Linked DNA regions of Drosophila melanogaster: region 2 is linked to region 1. The links are chromatin contacts, called in public Hi-C maps. All regions are on one chromosome and are shown on one strand. The core of a region is the stretch at or near the end of the contact, and the rest is flanking DNA. Distances in the headings are between cores, read along the strand shown.

Region 1 (4,602 bases), core at 1,576-4,075:
GCCAAAAGGCCTCCTTGTGAGTATCCTGAAAAAGGCATAGTATTGGTAACTAAAAGAAAATACTCTAATGAAAATCGGCTGCCTTACCCAGCACAATGATGCCCTCTGGATGCAGTTTGCCCACCTCGTTGAGATAATCCCTAACCTGATCGACCTGTCGCCAGGCGTTCTCCAAGCTGTACCATCCATTGAACTTGTCGCAGTTGTAGACGATAGTGCCAGGATGAAACTACAAACGGACGAAATGAGTTTATCAGTGCTACTGCGTTGTTTGCGTCAAATTCGACCTTGCCACTGTAAACAATAACAAAGGGGAATCGAAAAACAAACCTCTTCGATTTCCCGGACCAGAGAGGCCATCGATTCGGCTCCTGATAGAATTCCATGGAGTATGACCACCGGTTTGTAGGCCAGTGAGACGGAAATGGACGAGCAGGTTAACAGGGCCACCAGGACTTGCAAACGAAGTCTCATTTTGTGGGGAACAATGGATTTCCGACTGTTGTTGTTGATGTATCCGTATCTTTATTAGCCGCTCTTCTTCTTGCTACCCGCTTTGGAAATTCTGAAAGTGCGGATTTGAAATCCGACATGCGAATGGCAATGTATGGGTTGCGAGCGCAATTATGAGCAGAACGAAATTTGAAAATGCATTCGAAATTTCTCGAGACTTCATTGTACAATAATTGGATGAATTTAAAATACGTGGTGTGCATTTAAAAGGAAAGGTTTATAAAATAGGTCCCATAAATTGGATGGGTACATTCAAATAAAGATAAAATGCAATATAATTTAGCGGACCATTAGAAACACAATTGAGTTTGCATTGGGTGCTTTAAAAATATAATTATATATATGCTTTTATAATACAGTCTGATCAAAATAAAAGTATGAAGTACAAATTACAGCAATGAGATTGTAGAAGCCATTGCAAATAACTAAATTTCTACGCTCCTTGGGCTTTCCTAACTCCAATAAAATCCCAGAGATCGCCGAATCTTAAAATAATGCTCGTTTATTCACTCTCAACTTACACGATCGTCGTTATGTACTTTGCACTATTGTGTCTTGCGTAAATTTAAGTCTAGGCGGCGCATATACGCTCCGCAATTAATATCTACGCTCTGTGGCTGGCGATCCACAGACTCGTCCTCCACATCGCACAATTCATTTGTCATCCGGGGCCCGGAACAAGGTGATTTCAGGGTATATCAAATATGACAACACTTAACAGTTTAGACTTAGGGCTAGGGCGGCATCTCAACCTTTTTGCTTAAGAGTTCTCGATCTGGATTTGTAGCGGTTCTGTTCCAAGTTACGTGATTCGTTCTGCGGCCGGAGATCTAGTAGAAGAAGTCCAGCCCGTTCCGAGGGCTCGAACCTCACCCGGCCACCTCCTCGCTGACAAAATCCAGCTTGACCACCTCTGCGGGCAGGCACTCCTCCACGTCCACCTCGTTCTCCTGGACATTGATGCGATTGAGGGTCATGGACACGTCTGGTCCGCACTTTAAGCCTGCTGGCGCCCCTGCTGGCGATCCTACTGTCGCCGCTGCCGCTGGAGGATTGGAGGTGCTAACCACATCGTCGGCAATCACCACCGTGGGCGAGAGTACTGTTGGAACAGTGGACACTGCCGACACAACGGGCACCACGATCTGCGTCGACGAGCAGGTGGACACCATATGTGGCTGCTGCACCACTGTCGCCGTAGTCGAAGTGGGCTGCTGGATAATGATGTTCTCCGTGATGGTGGGCGTGTTGTTGGCCGTCGAGGCTGCAGCCTGGGCTGCCGCTAATGCCGCAGCCTTCTGCATCTGCTGGTACTGCTTAACAGTCACCGTCGTGCCCGTCGTAGTTGTATTAGACTGTGGATGCAGGATGATCTGCTTTGGCTGCGCCACCAGCTGTACGTGCTGCACGATTGGCTGTGACTTGAATACTTGAGGAGGTGGCTGCTGAAGGGGCTGCTGCGGCTGCTGTTGTGGCAGCGTCTGGAGAACGTGTTGCACCTGCTGGACGGGCACTTGCTTGGCGGGAATGCCGGCGTCCTCGAAGGCCTTCTTCTTCAGCGCCTGGCGGATCTGAGAACTGCAATGGGGAAGGTCAATTAAAACTAGCACGTACACACTGGGCAGCCGGTTCCCTCGCCAGGAGCACAGGATCACTTACACGGTGCGGTTCTTGATGCTTAGGCTGATCTTGGTCAGGTCGTCGGAGAAGCGCATTATGGACGAGTGCAGCATGTCGATCTCCTCGTCCGTCCACTTCCTGCAGCCGTGGCGAGGGAACAAGGCACACAGAAACACTCCGATTAGTGTCCACAAAACTCGCGACTCCACCGCATAGAATCAACTTACCCCGATGGCGACTCCGCATTGGGATGCAGCTGCATGGTTAGATCGCCCAGTCTGCTGAACGCCTGTCCGGCGGCCGTGAATATCTCCCCCACCTGCAAGTGCATGCGGATTTGCATCCGGAGTCAGTTTGTTGTTACCGCGTGCAAATTCAAAACAAACGCACCGCCCCTGCCCACCGCCCGCCGGCCCACTCACGGTGGAACAACAAATTTCCCACTCGCAGGAGTGAGACAAACGAATGACTCTCGACTCTCTCCCGCGCCGCCTTTTTCTCGCTTGCAACGCGCGGAGGCGCTGGCGACGGGATCAACGCGGTCGGAGCTGCCGGCGGATGTGGTGGAGCGGCTGAACCTACCTTGATTGCCGAGTTCATGGCCTTTTTTCGCGGGGCGCTGTTTTTTTGTCGTAATTTTACGTAGTTTTGCGTCCGCAGCTATTCAACACTGACGCCGTACACAACACTCAAGCGGCCGTCAATTTTCCAATGCACAACACTAGAATATGTATTTGCGCTACTATCGACTTATCGATTGGTGCAATCGGGAATTCAAACAAGAAGCGTTATGCTTATTTAGATTTACATTTAAGTAATTTATGTCTTTTATTATTAGAACCAGCAACTTATGCGAATCTGATTTTAACATTAAGAAAATGTAAATAGTTTATTCAATGCTATACATATGAACCAAATATTATTACACATGATGAAGGAAACATTTCTTAATTAACAATATTTAACTATTTATCGAATTTAACTATTAAACAAAAACCAGCATAATACAGATTTAAATTTAAATACTACGATCACGATTGTTTTTGTAATTTTTGTATTGATAGTATTTGACAAATACTTAGGGCGTAAATATAAATAGAAAACTTTATGATGTGGAATTCCACCGTTTGCAAGATAACACCTAACAAAAGAAATCCCTAATACTTGGATAACATTAATCATCTTTTTTATCATCGTTGAACTCAACGTTTTGCCTCCAGTCCGAACTCAGTCTTTGTTTGCAGCTCCGCTGCTCGCAGTGGCAATTGCCACCTGCAATATTAGTTAAAACCACATAAAGTTTAGACGATTTCGCGGCCAAGCAAACCTTAACTTACCTAAAGGAACGGTCGTAGTTCCGCCGTCACGTAAGTCGTTTCAGCAAAACTGCTTACGGTTCTCATCGTAGGCCGTCATCCGTCGATTCTTCCGCTCCGCAGTCTCTAGGCTGCTGGATTTCTTTACGAGAGAAATAAAAAAAATATTACATGCTTGAAATTTAGAAGATCATACGTACCTTTGGCACACATTCAGCGGAATTGCAGTCCAGGGGCTTCTTTGTTGCTGGAACAGCTGCAGGAGTCGGCGATCCATTCGAGGAATTCAACTCAATGGACACATCGCCTCCGTTCACTTTTTGCGTGTGTAAAGCCGGCAGTTCGCGCTTTAGCTTAGCCAGGAGCTCGGTGACTGTGCACAACTTCTCCTCAAGATTACGCTTGTCTTCTAACAGGCTAGAGATGGTGCCGTCCATGCGTTCCTTCTCCGATCGAAAGTTGATTTCCCTGGTTTTCTAGGCGATTTAAAGAGAAAACATTAAGCTATTTTATAAGAGCCTTTGATTGCAATTATTCTACCAGAGTTGATCGTAGTTCTTCGTACTCCCTCGTACGTTTATCAACCTTCTGTTCCATCTCGAGGCTTCTTTTATTGGCCGCTTCTATGGCTAAACTTTGCTTAATCCATGCCTTTCGCAGTGATGTAAAGGCGGTTTCATTGGATTTCAACTGGGCGTCAAGTAGTGCGTTTTTCCCATTCTTCTCATTAATAACAGTCAGCCTTTCCTCTAACTCTTGTTTATTCTGTTGCAGTATAAGTTCCTTTGATTCCTAAATAAATATTTCATTAGCGACCGAATAACCTACAAAGACAAGTCTAATATTACCAATGTTGAACGGAGCTTTTCGCAATCCTCTTTGAGCGCCTTGTTACCCGAACTCAACTTTTCCTCCATCTTGCGGTTTTCCTCCTTTAGATTAGAAATTGTTTCATCCAACAGTTGCTTTTGCGTTTGGAAATATTCTTCTTTGGATTGCTGAAAAATTTTAATTACCTATATTGTAATCAACCAGATAGATTACCAGATTAATTATTACCAGATCGGAACGTAAGCTCTTGCACTCTTTTGTGAGATCGTGAAGATTCTTCTTCATTTCGAGATTTAAATTATTTGCTGCTGTTATGTCTGAT
Region 2 (4,602 bases), core at 791-3,290, 8.2 Mb before region 1:
GGAGAACGACTATGCGAGTAGGTATCCAATATCCGAGTGCGGGATAGTTAATCTGACTTGAGCTCAAATCCAGTGGAGAAGGCACCGACCATCCTCTTCCGCCACCAGAACGGACCCATCGCCCAGAGCAACGATGGCAAGCTGATTGTCTATCCGGGAACCACTCTGCACATGGAGTGCCTGTGGATGCGTCGCTTCGGGAATCCCAAGTGGAACGTCAGTCACACGCACAAGTGGGTATCGGGTGGTTAGGCACGCTAAAATAACTTTAAAGTTGCTAATTAATTTCAGCAAGGGGTATGTTCATAAATTATTTGCGTCTGAACTTCAAATTAATGTGTATGGTGTATCTCGTTATTGGACTATAGGTTAAATTTTTAAAAGCAGCAATTAGGTATTTGAATTGATCATTAGATCGTTTGACTTTAGGGATTTCTTATAAACATTTATTTTTATTTCTTTAAGGGTTATTTATACTATAAAAGGCAATGATCAGCAGGGTCTGGTTCTGGGAATCTCTTGGAATAGCCCTTCTCTTATCTACACCTTTTATTTTATAGGTACTCAAAACAATCTAAACATATTTGAACCTGGTTAATGGGAGATACCTTTGGGAAACCGTCCTCCATGTGGTAAACTCCACTAATGAATCTCTGCGTCTTGCAGGAACTACACAGAGGGCTGGGTAACCGAAGCGGATGAGGGCCGCGACTCTACACTGGAATACCGGCTGAGCATTGTGGATGCGGCCAGCGACGACTCCGGGTTCTATTCGTGCATGACCCCAGCTCGGCATGAGCACACCGTGGAGGTGGTGGTGCGGGCCATCAACTGCCCGGAGATACCGATGCGACGCGGCCTGATCGTGAACACCAACGATACTAAGCTGAGCACGCGGGCGCTGCTGTCCTGCGCTAACGGGAACTCCTTGATTGGCGCCTCGGAGCTGTTCTGCCTACCGAGTGGCAATTGGAGCGCACCGTTGCCGGTCTGCGAGAGCGTCGAGTGCGGCGACATCCCGCTGGGAATGGGCAGCAACGCGAGCTCGCCCCGTGTGTCCGTGCTGTCGCGCGAGGTGGGCGGCCGGGCGGCCTTCTCGTGCGCCTCCGGTTACGGGCTGCGTGGTCCGGCGGAGGCGATCTGCAATCCGACGGGCGAGTGGTCAGCGCCGCTGCCCACCTGCGTCGAGGTGCAGTGCGACAATCCGGGGGCGCCGCAAAATGGTTACGCCCAGGGCTCAGCACCTTATCGTGCCGGCGACGTGGTCCAGTTCAATTGCAATCCCGAGTACATGATGCAGGGCCAGCCGATCATTGCCTGCCAGGATAATGCCAGGTGGTCTGGCGGGCTGCCCAAGTGCGTGCAGGCCTGCTCGTATCCGGGCACCGTCATCAGCGGCAGGATGTCCTCCGTCAAGTTCTACTACGCCATCGGCGAGAGCATCACGTTCACTTGCGATGCCGGACTGGATCTGCGCGGCTCCAAGGTGCTCAAGTGCCTTAAGAACGGCAAGTGGTCCAGTGCCATTCCCACGTGCGTGACAAACGAGGGTCCTGTCGGCGGAGGAGGAGGAGGAGGAGGAGGCGGCGGCGGAGGATCCGGATCCGTGGCCACCAACAAGCACCTGGCCACCACCATGGGCTAGAGCGATTCGGATTGCCGGTTGCTTCAGAGTGATACTAATACATATTACTACCTACTAACTAATGCACATTCCAGGCGCACAGTCACGCGTTTACCAACTAGTAACGCCATTCTTGCGATTCAATTGTAACTGTAGCGTAACTGTAGCCCTGTACTGTATCGCACGGCCATCATTTTACTTTCAATAAATGTTCGTCGAATAAAGACAAAAGTTCTTCTGTTTTAATTATATTTTGATTTCCGTTACATAGTTAGGATTAAATTTGAATTCAAATGTAGTGTTGTTAATCGGAATCGGAATGGTTGGGCGCTTCTTTTCAGCACTGGTTATGTTAGCGACAGCGCTGTTAAATGTAAAGTGTGCCGCCGTCATGGTCACACTGCCCGACTGCTGGCGATAGTATCGGGTAAGCATCGATATAAGTTCCAACCCCAGCTCGAATCGCATTTAAATTTTAAAACGCTGGCAGAAATCTCACTAGCTTAAGATTCCGTTTAGTTTTCGGTTAAGTGCAACGGCCAGTATTCCCTTTCCCGCACGCGAAGCACCCGTTCGAATTTATCGTTTAAAACTCACGCATTCCCCTCGCCCACGCACTGCTGTTGATGCTGCTGAGCTGCCGTTGTTGTTGCTGTTGTTGCTTCCACTGCTGTTGTGTGGCTGCTGTTATTGTGGTTGTTGTTGGTGCAAGGACAAGTGACGTCCTTCGAAAAAGGCGCAACAATTTACGTCGCGCAACAAGGTGTTTTCGGGGGTGGCGGGAAAATCAATAAATAGCAAAAAGCAAGTGCATACACAAGTGTATATGTACGTATGTACACACATATATGCATGTATGGTGCCCGTCGCGGTTGAGTGTGTGTGCGTTGTATACTGAAACTTTCTTTTTCTAGGCAGCCAGCTGTAAAATAGAACACAGTCGCTAAACAAAGGAAATTGGCCCAAAACGCAGAGAATTCAGTAGACCCTATTATGGACAACGCGGGCGAGGACAGCGACAATGATGTGGTCACCGATTTTCTGAACTCCAACTGCAGCGAGTCCTCGGAAGCGCTGGTTAATGGTGGCTCTACCAACCGAGGCGCCTCCATCGAAAGCCAGAACTATTGCATACCCGTAATAAACGCACCCGTTCCTGGTCCAGCGCGCGCCCCCATTGCTCCGCCACCAGCATCTAATCCTGCCAGCAACACCATCAATAACAACAACATGATACCCACCATAAATGTGACGCCACACAGTCCCGCCCTGGCCTCCAAGTACAACAACATATTCGAGGACACGCTGAGCCAGCTGCAGAACATCCGCGAAACGGTCGTCCAGATGAAGAACTCCTCCTCGCCTAGCCAGCACATGCAGGACGGCAGCTTGGCCAATCATGGACTGCTCAGCGCAGCTATACTGAGTACTTCGCTGCCCGATCTTACGGGGACGGGCACGGGTCCCGCGTCCGGTGGCTCCAACTACGCCATGTGGTCTTCCACGGCACCGCAGCAGTGCCAGTTTCTTCACACAGACCGCCGGAAATCCTGGACAGCCGTGGACGATGGCAGCGGCGCTGGCGACTGCACCAACAAGAGCGTCAGCCTATCCAGCCTGGACAGCGAGGAGCAGGAAACCATTCGCGTCACCGAGCAGCGACGAAGGTCGGCCAGGAACAGCACTGGAGGTAGATATGCACTAAGGTTTCGGGGGTGGGTTGGCAAAGCCATAAGTGTGCAATGCAATAGTAGTTCAGATATTTGTATACCTGCAACATGGCTGGCCCTGTTGATTAGGTAAATTTGCCAATATTATTTAATTATTTAGACAAAAGTGTTTAGGTGTTGAAAGTTTAAAATAATACTAAACAAAAATGCATTCAAAATTAAGTCGGAAATGGATTTTACAGAGGAATCTCTAAATTGTCGGCTATTCCAAAGGTTTTTGAAAATGTTATCACTACTCATTTGCAGCGCCTTTGTAGGTCAATTATATCACCATGTCAGCAGAAACGCAGATAAACAACCAATAACCTTTTGGAGCTAACTTCCTTCGTAATACAGGGCTTCAGAAATAATATTCAAACAGGTGTCATCTACACTGACTTTAGTAAAGCATTTGTCTTTATAAATAATTCTCTTCTAGTAAGCAAACTTGATTTATTAGGTTTATCTGTTGATCTTCTAAAAAGGATTTTAAGTTATCTGAACTTAAAGGACGCATCCGGGTACTCTTTGAAAATTTTCTATCTCGTATTCTCCTAGTGAGCAATGAAACATTCGCTTGTACTTATGTACGCATCGTATGGTAAATTATGCCTCCAGTATAATGAAAATTCTTCCCATTTAGCTTTACAATCCGATTTCAATAGCTTTCAAATATGGTGCCGTGGTAACGTACTAAACTTAAATGGCTCCAAGTGAAAAGTTATGACCTTTCGACAGAATAACTTCTCTGTTCCAAGCAGATTCACTAGAAACTACAAGCCCTAATCTTAAATTATTGTAGAATGTAGAATATTGTAGAGGTGTGACCGTGGGACTCGCGGAAAAAAAATGGGAAAATATGTATGATAAGATATCGTTAATAAAGTCAATAAATTTTGCCAATTGATTGCTCAAAATAATATGCCACTCAACCAAAGAGTAGGGGCTACTACCAAGTTAGCTTCGTTTCGATGTGGAATTCCACAAAACCCCCTTATCTGTAAGCCCATATAGTGTTTTGGTATTGGTAGCTCCGACCAAAGCTATCAGAAACCCCTTGCGATTAGTTATTGCTAACGGACCGACTCTCTAACTTTGACTACTCGCAGGTATTTCGACCCATTCGCTAAACGAGGCGGAGCTGGCCCGTGACTTCGAGAGGATTGCTGCCAAGCGAAGCCTGGCAACGGAGATCATCAGCAGAATACCGCTGCAGAAAAGCATATCGACGAGCTCAATTATAGCCAAGGAGGATATCAAGGCGATCGC

What was found. Hi-C and Micro-C count contacts between places; a contact is called where the count stands out from the background.
Region 2: a contact with region 1 is called in a Hi-C map of the Kc167 cell line, with 5 times the contacts expected there. The contact joins the promoter of cyst here to the promoter of CG33695 in region 1. A contact is called at or near these places in 3 of 107 Hi-C or Micro-C datasets (the D17-c3 cell line, the Kc167 cell line and eye imaginal disc).

The regions. Positions count from the first base shown.
Region 1 is chr2L:11,276,244-11,280,845 of dm6, reverse strand. It overlaps CG33695, which reads right to left and starts at 2,825. Exons shown (of 3, transcript NM_001032079.2): 1 at 2,716-2,825; 2 at 2,361-2,452; 3 at 864-2,091. The coding sequence starts at 2,733. The coding sequence ends at 1,383. cana (CENP-ana) reads right to left here. Exons shown (of 11, transcript NM_001032076.2): 6 at 4,509-4,602; 7 at 4,298-4,447; 8 at 3,990-4,241; 9 at 3,650-3,925; 10 at 3,471-3,591; 11 at 3,000-3,405. The coding sequence ends at 3,511. Ppt2 (Palmitoyl-protein Thioesterase 2) reads right to left here and starts at 548. Exons shown (of 5, transcript NM_135656.3): 1 at 331-548; 2 at 88-229; 3 at 1-25. The coding sequence starts at 474. It also overlaps asRNA:CR44182.
Region 2 is chr2L:19,506,202-19,510,803 of dm6, reverse strand. It overlaps cyst (cysts), which reads left to right and starts at 2,040. Exons shown (of 2, transcript NM_165305.5): 1 at 2,040-3,314; 2 at 4,443-4,602. The coding sequence starts at 2,618. Hasp (Hig-anchoring scaffold protein) reads left to right here. Exons shown (of 17, transcript NM_136134.7): 15 at 1-17; 16 at 74-233; 17 at 667-1,851. The coding sequence ends at 1,645.